2 separate regions of the Sus scrofa genome follow, and region 1 is linked to region 2. Evidence: chromatin contacts called from public Hi-C data. All regions are on one chromosome and are shown on one strand. Each heading gives the region's core, a stretch centred on a gene start, on an enhancer-like site or on the middle of the called end of the contact. The rest is flanking DNA. Distances are from core to core; before and after follow the strand shown.

The links. A called contact is a pair of places that touch in the nucleus more often than the background predicts.
Region 1: a Hi-C map of alveolar macrophages shows a contact between it and region 2, with 1.9 times the contacts expected there. The contact joins the promoter of MAML2 here to the enhancer-like site in region 2. A contact is called at or near these places in 1 of 5 promoter capture datasets (liver), 6 of 47 Hi-C or Micro-C datasets (alveolar macrophages, embryonic fibroblasts, heart right ventricle and 3 more) and 2 of 2 datasets of contacts at active chromatin or transcription factors (alveolar macrophages and skeletal muscle).

What each region holds. Positions count from the first base shown.
Region 1 is chr9:28,370,211-28,376,046 of Sscrofa11.1, reverse strand. It overlaps MAML2 (mastermind-like protein 2), which reads left to right and starts at 3,065. Exons shown (of 4, transcript XM_021102335.1): 1 at 3,065-5,361. The coding sequence starts at 4,849.
Region 2 is chr9:28,330,265-28,336,700 of Sscrofa11.1, reverse strand. The region is part of intron 1 of MAML2 (mastermind-like protein 2); the gene reads left to right. Among named protein-coding and RNA genes, the nearest start is that of MAML2, 39 kb to the left of the region's middle. Within about 2 kb of position 1,785, at least 72 of the 83 cell types and tissues checked have an H3K27ac peak or open chromatin away from gene starts, as enhancers often do. A contact at or near this core is called in alveolar macrophages, embryonic fibroblasts, liver and 3 more, where this site is marked.

The DNA of each region.
Region 1 (5,836 bases), core at 1,816-4,315, 38 kb before region 2:
CGGCCTACACCACAGCCACAGCAACTCAGGATCCAAGCTGCGTCTTATACCACAGCTCATGGAAATGGCGGATCCTTAACCCACTGAGGGAGGCCAGGGATCGAACCTGCTTCCTCATGGATACTAGTAGGGTTTGTTAACCGATGAACCGCGAAGGGAACTCCATATACCTTTTTTAAAAGTGTGGAATAGGAAGTTCCTTATGGCACAGCAGGTTAAGGATCCAGCATTGCCGAAGCTGTGGTGCGGGTTTGATCCCTGGCCCGGGAACTTCCATATGCCACAGACAGCCAACAAAAAAGTGTGGAATAGAAATTTCAGTCACATATATCTATTCTTATTTCCCTTGCATATGGAAATAAACCTTAACTATATGAAGCCATGGTTGAGAGTTGAAGAGGAAGTGACAGTGTCCAAAAAGAAGCAGGGCAGAGTTTAGAGGAAAAGTGATAGGTAGAAAGGTAAGAGAGTATGAATGATTTGTGTAAAAAGATGGCCAAGGAAAAGGAAAGAATGATCGTTAAAGTATCTTGGATGACCCTGGAAGTATCCCTTCTTCTCATATGTGCACTACAGACAAACTTGAGACAGCTGAAGAGTGAGAGTTCCAACTGGAAATTTTAAAAAATTTATTCTTTTTAATCACATGCAGTTAATTCATAAAAATTAAGGCTCTAATGATTTTAGGGACTTGCGATGGCAGCTGACCGAGTTCCTAGGTCAGGCCTCTTGTTGGTTTGAAGCATTTTTCCTGTTAGAACAGCATTCTGACTGTTGATCAGGAAACGCTAATAGGTAGTTTTGCTCATGTCTGAGGTCACAGCAACCTAGCAAGCTTCTTCAGTGGATGTTTGGAGAGTACAAGAGGCTTTTGTGTACATGATAACACCAAAAGAATGGCAAAGAGACAGGCTATCAGGAAGTGAGAATTTGCATGGATCACAGGGCCAGAGGCACATAGTGTAGAAGAAAATAGAAATGTTGAAAAATTGGAATTAACTTTTGCGGGTATTATGATATACTGTATTATTTTATCATCATCATCAAGAGCATTGATTTTACATAACAAGAGTAGTTTGTAATTTATAAATCTGACATGTCATAAACTTTTTAGATCTGAGCATTTATTACTGTAGTGTTAAATGCTTTGTGTCAGGTAACCATGGATGGCAGAGATGATGAGGAAGACAAATAGACAAATAAAAAGGAATGCTTGAAAAAATTCATAGGGCTATACAGAAGCATTAGGGTTATAAGAGGGAACAGTTCCATAAAAAAGAGAAAGACAAGGAAAAAAGTAATGTTTATTTTATTGGCAGCTGGATGTAATTGACTATTTTCTCACTTGTCTGCTCCCATATTCAGATGAGTAGTTCTATTCACTACTCATTTCTTGGAGGTATTATAGGACTTAGACTCCAGCATGTTGATTGAAGTGTAATTACAGCCCTTGAGCTATTTTGGGGATAGTCTGGTTTCCCTGTAACTCTTTTCACACTTGATACTGAGGCAGCAAGCCCAGTGGTTAAGAGAGCATAGGTTTGAAATCAGTCTTGAGTTCAAGTCCTAATCTGTTACTTCCTAGTTAGTTTAATGTAAATAGTTTTGATTTTGATGAGCCTCAGTTTCTTCATTTCTGGGTGGAGTTAGTAATACCTCTCCCTCAGGATTTGGGTAGATTAAGGGAGAAATCAGGGAAGTACTGTGCCTGAAACTGAGTGTAAATAAATAGTAACTGATGTGAATGGAAATGAGGATGTGGATGATGACGTCAGCTTGAAATCAAATGGCCATAAGTTTAAATGTGTATAAAAGACATTGTAGAGGAGTGTCCTACACCATTAGAATATAGAATGAAAATTTATCAAATTCTTGCTTGACCAAGTTCTTAAGGTATGTCCCTATCTAGCATAGAAATCAAAGTTTATATAAGAGTTGCAGATTTGACTAAGGACTCTGTTATTAATCAAAACCCATGCTATTGCAGGACTGTACAGTGAATGGTAAGTTTTAGATTTAATTTTTTCTCTTTTGTCAAGTATTACTGCTGGATATAAAGTGTCAGGAGTGGTAGAAAGAAAGTAATGTCTAATGGATGCACCTTTAAAAAAATGTAATATGATCGAAACTCATTCACTTTTTAATGAGGAATTCTTTTTAATAGAGGGAATTCTCTATTCAAATTTGCATACCCAACAACAATATATTTCTGCCTTTCTTCTTGAGTGGTGAGGAACTTAGCCTTGGAAGAGACAGATAAAATATGTTCCAATGAAAAGTAGCAAAGTTATATGCCATCAGAATGCACTTGTTCCTGGTTCCAAACTAACATTCCAGGATTTGTGAAAATGAAATGGACCAATGTAGGCCAGCCTAAAGAGAACTAAACTATAGATAAATCCAGTCTTAAAATGTTTGCTTTGATTTTGCCCATTCATTTCTCTTCAACTCAGTTTGAAGTAGGACCGTGTTATTGAAATGGCAGAGTTGGTTTAGATTAAAAAAGCCCCATTGCTTGAGACCTCAAATTGAAATGACTTCCAAGTTAGGATACATAGAACATTTATGGTCCTGATTATAATAACAGTGTGCTCATCTTAATTTATTCTCCGTAACTGACAACAAACAGAATTCAGTATACTTTTGGAGACCTTAAAGGTAGGATTGTCTGAAGAGGGGACAACATTCAGTGTCTGAGATTTGGTTTGTGTTATTAAACTTCTTGAAACTACTGCTAACGGAATGATTTTCCTCATTATAGATGTAAATCGGACAGCTGTGGAGACCTCAGATCTTGCATTTTTGGTTCGTCGTAGGCAAACTTGTATTTTCAAGGAAATCTTTTTTTTTCCCCTTCTAGAACTGGTATTGGTAATTTCACCATGGTAGAGTATTTTATTTTTATTGCTACTGATTCGCTCGTAATCCCCTATTGACTTATCAGAGACGCACACCACAGGCGGGCAGGTAGACTGACACTCTCCTGCCCTTTAGGAGCTGAGGGTGCGAGTTCCTCTCCCCTCCCCCACCCTCCCCCCCTCCCCGACCCGCGCGCACACACCCTGTGTCTCCCTGACACGAATGAGCGTTTCCTCCGTGCTCACCCAACTCTCGCTAAGGTGCTCAGGGGTGTCATCGACAACATATTGAAAAATGAAAATGACATCCTCGGGGGCAAGGGCGGGGAGAACGGAGGTCTGCATGGGAAAATACATTCCCTGGGCGGGAATTTCTTCAACGTTTCGAGCTCGTGAAGTCGTCGGGTAGAGGCTGGGGAATTTCCCCAGCCTTCCCCCCTCCCCCACCCCCGAGCCCAGTCGGAGGCCGAGCTGCGCGCGCCGCGGAGATGCGCAGGCTTTGGGATTCACCTCTTCAGCCGCTGGGAGGCCCTCTGCGTTCCCCTTTCCCCGGCGCCGGCCGCCTGGCTCGCCCGTGCAGTGGCACCCGCCTTCCACCAGGGAGCCTCGGGCCAGCTCTCCCCCCGCCCTCCGCCCCCCCACCCCCCTCTGCAGCTCGCTGGCTCTCTCTTTCTCCCTCTGTCTCACTCTCTTTCTCTCCCTCTCCTATCGGAGCACAATGAAAGCCTGTGTATCGCCGTGACTCCGGGCAGCGGAGCCAGTGTCAGCCAAGCGGCGAACAACAGACGGGAAAGAGAAAGGAAAAGACCAGCTACTTTCTTTTCCATCTCTAAAGCGGAGCAATCCAAGAGGTAGAACCACATTGCTTATTGAGAGTCCAGACCCTCAGATCCACTGGCCGGGGATGGAATGTACAAAAGTGGACAGAAAAGTGGCTGGACATGACTCGGTGCAATTTGCTGGAAGTTTGTAAGTTTGACCATCGTTTGTAAATTACTCTCGGAAGAGTTTGTCTCTCTTGATACTGTATTAGAATCGAGCCGGGGGTGAGGAATAGAAACGTAAGCGGGAAAGGAAAAAAAAATGTGTTGAAGGATTCTCTTCTCAGTGGCTAGTGACTTCAGACTGCTTTCATTTAAGGCTGGGAAACCTTAGAGGGAATGAGGATTTTTACCGGTGATTGGATTAGCTGAAGAAAAAAGCATGGTCCAAAAGTCCAATTACTGACATTAACAATTGAAAAGCCGTCTCCCTCTTTGGGGAGAAGACAACATCCTACAGTACCCCCCCCCCCAAGAGGAGAAAACACCGGAGCGAAGGGAAAGGGAGGAAAAATTAAAAGCCAAAAGACAGTCTCTCTTGATTTTTGTACGTTTTGAGCATTGACTTCAAAAAGCGTCTGAAACAGCACTTTAAAAAAAAAAAAAAAAACCTGAGGAAAAGTAAATGCTGTGGGTTACATAGATCATGGTAGAAATGTGTTTCTCTGCAGAAACAACCCCATAAAGAATCTTCGGAAACAACTAGGTGAGGGGGGGGCCAGCTCTCTATTAACACCTCTCTCATTTCCCTTTGCTGTCTGTTTCTGTCTCTCGCTTGACCATCCCTGAATTCTTGCTCTACCCTCGCCCCCCCCATCTTGTGTTTACAAAGTACCTAGTGGCTCTTGTCAGCTTGGTGGGGGGAAAGCCCCCACTAACTCTGGCCAACTTCTCCAGAGCTGTCAAGTGCAATTAGAGTAAGTTGATCAGGGTTTGTTTCCCACTTAGCCTCTGCCATTGGTTTCCATTCTTTCTCCTCACCCTCTTTTTACTAACTCCCCTCCCCCATACCTTCTCCCCGTCCCCCCTCCAAACCTCTGAAGACCTCTATTCATGTGGCCCTGAACACTGAGCGCGCACATTGTCAAAAGCAGATTTGCCTGCAATAACCAGCCATTGCCTCCTTCCCCCTCACCATCCCAGAGGCAGCAATCATTGTGTCCAGTAAGATGGGGGACACAGCGCCCCCGCAGGCCCCCACAGGAGGGTTAGGGGGGGCCCCTGGGGCGGGGCTCCTTGGAGGGGGCTCGGTCACCCCTAGGGTGCACAGTGCCATAGTGGAGCGCCTTCGGGCTCGGATCGCCGTCTGCCGCCAGCACCACCTGAGCTGTGAAGGACGCTACGAGCGGGGTAGAGCTGAGAGCTCAGACCGGGAAAGAGAGAGCACCTTGCAGCTCCTGAGCCTTGTCCAGCACGGCCAGGGGGCGAGGAAGGCTGGCAAACACACCAAGGCCACTACCACTGCCGCCACCACTACAGCCCCTCCACCGCCACCTGCTGCCCCTCCTACAGCCTCCCAAGCGGCAGCGACAGCGGCCCCACCGCCGCCGCCAGACTATCACCATCACCACCAGCAGCACCTGCTGAACAGTAGCAATAATGGTGGCGGTGGTGGGATCGACGGGGAGCAGCAGCCATCAGCTTCCACCCCTGGGGACCAGAGGAACTCGGCCTTGATTGCGGTAAGGCACCTGGTTTTCTCCTGATTCTGGCTGTGGTCGTGTGGCCTTGGGTGAAGATGGAGCTGGCCCTGGCCTGAGGTAGCATGGATGGCAGTGCAGAGGGCCAAGATGTCACCTGACTACCTCAGAGGCCGTTGGGTGTCTGGTTTGTGTGGTGTTGTTCCTCTTACTTGTCAAGTTCAGCTGGTGCTCATTCATGGGTTTTCCTCCGCTTGTAGAGCATCCTTAAGTGGTAAGAAACTTGGGTTTTCCTGAAGCTCTCTGGGATCCACAGCTTGTAGAAGAGTTGACTACAAGCGGCAAGATTGGAGCCGCTGAGAAAGGAAGGCCTTGTCCCAAGGAGCCCAAGCAGCCATCCTTAGCCTGAAAGCATTGAGCAGTCCAGCTGCCCTTATCTAAGACTTTTCTTTCTTGTCCCACTTTCCCCCTCTCTCTCTGAAGTGGCCCGTTCTCTTTGGGTTAAGAGAACAGACGT
Region 2 (6,436 bases), core at 536-3,035:
TGATCCATACCTCTGTTCTTGTAGCTCAATACTTTATGTCTACAATAAATTTCCTTTTTTTTTTTTGGTCTTTTTAGGACCACACCCATGGCATATGGAGATTTCTAGGTTAGGGGTTGAATTGGAGCTGTAGCTGCTGGCCTGTGCCACAGCCACAGCAACTCAGGATCTGCGACTATACCACAGCTCATAGCAATGCTGGATCCTTAAACCACTGAGCGAAGCCAGGGATCAAACCTGCATCCTCATGGATACCAGTCATATTTGTTTCCCCTGAGTCACAGCAGGAAGTCCTACAATAAGTTTCTTAATGATAAAAATTACATCATTAGATTGTGGGGTTTGGGGAATGGTGGGATAATAGAGAATAAAACATAATCAAGTATATAGTAAGTGAAAAGTTGAGGCCAGAATTTAATGTAACACCATAATTATTTAAATTGTCCATAGTGTAGATATGGGGGTATTTAAATGTCTTGAATGATACAGCAGTCACCCATATGTATGTTCAAAAGGCTTCAGTTACATTTTAGAATCCTGCTATTGTTTAGCGACTCGCTGGATTTTTTTTTTTTTTTTTTTTTGTCCCGTTCTTGGTTTAGGATATCATTGAAATATCTTGGTATAATTACTTCCATACCTTGTCATTAGTGTTTTATATTCTTTATTACATGGACGAACCCCTCCCCCCAAATTGTAGCTGTGCTGAAACAGAACCTCCTCTGAAATTTTTATTCTAATTCTGAGGTTGGGGGATCCCAAATGTAGTCTGTGGCCCTGGCTAAGATTTGTGTCTAGAATTATAAAATCCTCCACAAGCACATGCAGGGCTTCACTATGGATCAGAGTGGAACAAGCAGAGTGCAAAACCACATGAAGCCAGGACTCTTCCTTGCCTTCCCCACCCCCTAGCACAGTGATAGCCACCCATGAGTCCCAGACTATTTATTCTCTTGGGGTTTGGTATTAGTTCTGCTCCTGAACTGTCAGGAGCCATCCAAGGACCTAAAATCAAATTAATACACAAAGAGATTACTCTTGTAGGAGATTTGTGGGAGCCCAGACGGTTTTTTGTGAGAAGAGATGGTCACCCCCAAGGATGTTATTTGAATCTGAAAAGAGGCGGTCATAAAGGAAGTGGCGCTGCTTTAATCTGCAATAGGGAGCTGCCACCCAGCTCTGGAACTCAGCGGCCTTCCCATCTGAGCAGAATGAGCATTCCGCTGGAGAAAGCAGCTGAGGTTTGAAAACACTTCCAGTTTTGCAGTTTCAGGAATGTGGTCGAGCTGCAGCTTTAAGATGGCATTTCCCCCCTACCCCACCCCCCTCTGCTGTCGAGAAAGAGAGAGAGAGAGAAAGACAGAGAGAAAACGACTGGGCTAAAGTGAATGGGAGTTTTGTATGAAGGTTGCTGGCCAGCCAGAGCCACTTGGTAATCAGGGCAGCAAGGCACATTAATCCTTAAGGAATATACTTTACATAAAGCTTCTGTCTTTTCTTTGAAAGCGAAAGTATAAGTTGAACTTCCGTATGCTCCTGTAGTTACCCTGCCTTTGATCTCATTTTAAGTTCGGCGCTGAAGGCAACTTGATCTCTGTCGCTATCTCCTTTCATAGATGATAATTAGCACGGTTCTAGGAGACTGGCTGCAATGATATCCTTTGCTCTTAGAAAAAGGGAGCGGGAGTAGGGATTGGAGCGATTGTTTGCTGTGTTGGTGACTGTGATGTTGCCATGGGAAAGCTCAAGACTTCAGGAGTTTGTGTTTTGTTGGGCGAGGTGCCAAGCTGTTGTGACTTATTACAGCCCTGTGAGTGAGCCCCACAGAACAGTATCCTGTGTAGCAATTCAAAGGGCAGGATCGCTTTAATCAGGGAAAGATAGAGCTCTGAGTAGTCACATTTTGCTTTCTTTCAACTTGGAAATGACAAACAATTCCAACATTTTGGTTGTCTTGGGGTTTGGTCCTTTAACTTTGGAGGAGAAACAAGTCAATTCTTTGTGCTTCACCCCAACTCAAAGGCAAAACAAAAATGCTTCTGCTTTACATCTAAAGACCCCTTGTATAGAATGGTGGGCTCTCAAATAACTGCTCCACCTGCAAAGGCTGGTTCATCCTGACTCAGCCTCAAGAAAAGTAAACCTTCACAGGCAGAGTTGATTTGGTGTGAAAAAAAAAAAAAAGATCCGGAAAGTGACTTCTAAATTCAGTCTCCAGACAAGGCTTTGCCTCACTCATCTGGGAGATTTGGCCATTTGCACCCCAGAGGACCTGGCCCAACCTAGATGTTTAGTCATGGTCTAGCCACACTAAAGGCAAGGAGTTTTTGTTGGGGTTGTATGAAAAGTTAATATTATAGATCCCCAGAAAGGCAAAATCTGGAGCTTTGTGAATTACATTGGCCTCTCTGGTCACAAAGGGCCAGTTAAGGCCCCCTTTTTGCAGTGGTCAACACAGCCCTAATTCTTTAGGAAGGTGCCAAGTCTCCATTTCATTTTGTGCTGTGTAGATGTTGCCTAGAATTTCCCTTGGTGCCAAGTCTTTTGAAGCCTTTTGATCCATTCCAGGGAACTCTTGGAAGAGGAAAGAACTTCACAATTTCCATTTTTAGCCTAAAACAGATGTCAACACGTTAGCTCTTCTTCATTTGGTATGGTGGGCCTAGGCCTATACAGTGATCACAGAGATGCAACTGAAGTGCTCCATATTTTCTGTGTGTGTTCATCCAGAGACTTGTAAGAAACATATATGTTGCAGATAAATGAAGCAGCTGCTTTGAAACCTAACAGAAAGGAAGGTGCTTTTTCATGTATTAAAATACTAGAGTATAAATTTCACATGAAACCTTTTAAATGTTCATTTTATTATTATTATTTTTTTAAGATCTGAAAGGCTTTAATCAGTGGATGAATAAAGAATGTGATTTTTAGCACAAGATAATTTCCTTTTCAAGCTCTCTTTTTTTCTTTTTTTCAATGTCTGTTTTCTAGGAGTAGTTCACTTTATCTTTTAGAAACACTTTTCAGAGTGTTTATACTGTGTTTGTTGCTTTGTAGTTTTATTTGGTTGCCAGATTGGCTATTTATTTTCACCCAGTTTGACCTTAGAGGGACATGTGTTACATAGAGACAGATGTTTTCATCTGCCTTAATTTTTGATTACTGTATTTCCAGTTAACTATTAAAATAGTTAATCATACACGTTGGGAAAGTTTTTTTGAATATAGAAAAAAATTCCCTTTGTGTACTAGATGACTCAAATAGTAAATTACAGATACCTAGGTTGGGGAATGAGGAAATTGATGCGATTCCCCCCGCCCCGAGGGTTTTCTGTATAGAACAGTTTCACATGGGTTTTGTTATAGGACATACTCAGTCTCCTTATCATCATCATTATCATCATCATCTCATAATTGTCTTTTAAATAGACCTTATTTTAAGAAAAGTTTTAGGTTCACGTGTGAGATCTAAAACTGAGGGGAAGGTACAAAGATTTCCCATTTACATACTTTCTGCCCCCACATGTGAATAGACTGCCCCAGGATCAACATCCCCCACCAGGTGGTATATATGTTACAGTTGATGACCTTACATTGACATGTCATTATCACCCAAGGTCCATAGTTTACATTAGGGTTCACTCCTGGTGTTGTACATTTTGTGGGATTTGACAAATGTAGAGTGACACATGCCCTCCTTTTTGGTATCGTACAGATGTTTCACTGCCCAAAAAATCTGTACTCCACCTGTTCATCCCTTCCTCCTCACCAACCCCTGGCAACCATTGATCTTTTGACTGTCTTCATGGTTTTGCCATTCCCTTACTGTTTTTTTTTTTTTTTTCTTTTTAGGGCCACACCTGCGGCATGTGGAAGTCCCAGACTGGGGTCAAATTGGAGCTGCAGCTGTTGGCCTACCCCACAGCTACAGCAACGCCGGATCCAAGCTGCATTGGTGACCTATGCCACAGCTTGCAACGCCAGATCCTTAATTCACTGAGGGAGGCCAGGGATCAGACCTGCATCCTCATGGGTACTAGTCAGTTTCTTAACCTGCTGAGCCACCACGGGAATTCTCCCTTATTGTTTTAAAATGCAATCTCTTTCATTTAAAAATATTCTGAAAGTTACTTAATATTTTGATAGTTACTTAAAAATTTGACAGTTACTTAAAAATGCATAAAAGTGTTTTTTTAAATCTCAGAACTATTTTTGCATTAATAATTTGTTGCAAAGAGACTAATTCCTTCACCATAAGTGAGAATTCCTTGACCTAATAAAATTTCGGAATGCTATTCTCAGTCAAGGGAATTGCAGCTTTCTGGGGTTTTTGAATTTTCAGAAAGTGATTGAGTCAGTGACTCCTTAAATAGAAGCATAAATAGCAGAACACATAAGAGCATAACATGGCACAGATGCATTTAGCTTTTTCTTTTTCAATGATCCTTCCCCCTGATTGACCTTGGTGTAGTATCACTGTGATCTGGGCTGTTTTTCTGGAGAAGGTTTTGTGATTATCTGCTCAGGTTGCCATAGCATCTCTGACTATTCCAAGAAGAGTTATATGAATATATTAATTACTCACAGGTCTATAAAAGGTTATTAAGAGATTGGAGCTGGAGTTCCTACTGTGGCACAATGGGTTAAGGATCTGGCTTCGTCTCTGCAGTGGCTCAGGTGGCCACTGAGGCATGGGTTTGATCCCTGGCCCGGTGCAGTGGGTTAAGGATCCAGCATTGCTGCAGCTGTGGCATAGGTCGCAGTTGCAGCTCAGATTTGATCCTTGGCCTGCGAACTTCCATATGCTATGTGTGTGTCTAAAAATAGAGAGAAAAAAAAAAAAAAGAAAAAGAATATTGGGGCCAGAAGCATGAACAACTTTTGGAAGCAGATGGCATGAAAAAGTGATCTTCTAGATGAAAAACAAACCTTGGTCTTTCTCTCAGGAGACAGAACTGCATGGATGGGATGGGGGCATCTCCCTCTGCCTTTCTAAATTCCCCTCAGTCCACTTCCCCCTTTGTGTTCTAACTATTACAGTACTTCCGGACTGCCCTCTTACTCCCTTAACATATCCTCTGTCCTTTTGCCAGTTAAATATCTAAAATGCAACTCTTTGTATCAAGTCCCTGCTAACAATCTTTAAATGGTACCCACTTCCCACAGAAAATATTCCAAATTTCTTCACTGACCCTAAATTTTGTGGCTCCCAGTGTTAGGAGAATTCTAGGCTTGTTACCTACTGAAGACATAAGTCAGCCTGACGCCTCATCCTGAGGGGAGAGAGCGTGAACCTGGCCTCAGCAGGAGACCTAGTGACCCTGCCTCAGGATTGGGACCTGGGGACCAAGGGAAGTCAAAGCTGACTTGAAAGAAGTAGGGCCCAAGCAGCCTTCACAGATTCAAAAGACTAGAAGGGGCAGATCCTGTGAGCATCGAAGGCACTGGGTTGGGAAAGGAGGTGCACACGTGGATGGAGTTTGAGGGCCATTCTGGGGTCTGGCACCCATTTTCTTGCACATAGTAATTGTGCACTAAGTTGTTCATGGGACCAGCTGACCCACAATAGCCATTCTAATTTTTTTTTTTTTTTAACCTAGTTAGGCACCTGGGTCGGAGATCAAGTAGGATATAGACGTTATCAACTCTTGAGCCAAGAGTGATCCCAGGAATCAGAGAAGTATCCTGTTCTTGTGTGGGTACCAAGGGCATCTTGGGCCAACTGCCTTTTCTGCAGCCCATCCATGTCCCAACAGGGCTCATCTTTTTGGATCTGTTCTTGCAGGACACACAGTTTATCTTTTGTACTCAGTCTGTCTTCTTCAAAGGCCTATTACATAGTCATCATCATTAAGCCCTACTCCTGTCATGGCAGTCACTCCGAAGAGGAAAAGAAAACCGATCCCCTTATTTCCTTTATTTAAAAATTCTTAGATGCACCAAAAGGAACTATTAGAAGGATTGTCTCCATAGTTTTTTTTATTAGTATATACTTAGAACTCATGGAAAACTAGCTCCTACTAGCTCCTACGCCATGGACCATTTCCTAAGGAGAAATTGCCACTTTGCTATAGAGATAACTATAATTCTAGCAAGGTTAGCAAAGGATAGCATCAATTGTTCTTTGAGATCACTTGTACTTTGACATTGAAGCAGTTTCTACATTGGTAAATTATGTGATATTTCTATAAGATGAAATAATATACTTCTGCTTGAGGAAATAATTCAGGAACCCTGAGTAGAAAGTCTTCTCTCTCCTAGAGTATGTGTAAATCATATTATCTGCTCCACTGTTTCAAGGAGAGTATAGAAAACATCGTCTACACAATGTCAAAACTGCACGGATGGTCAGTGTTGACCAGAAGTCTGGTAAAAATGGGTCCTTGAATTCATTATAAATTGGCAGAGTCCTTTTAGAAAACATTTTGGCAGTTTCT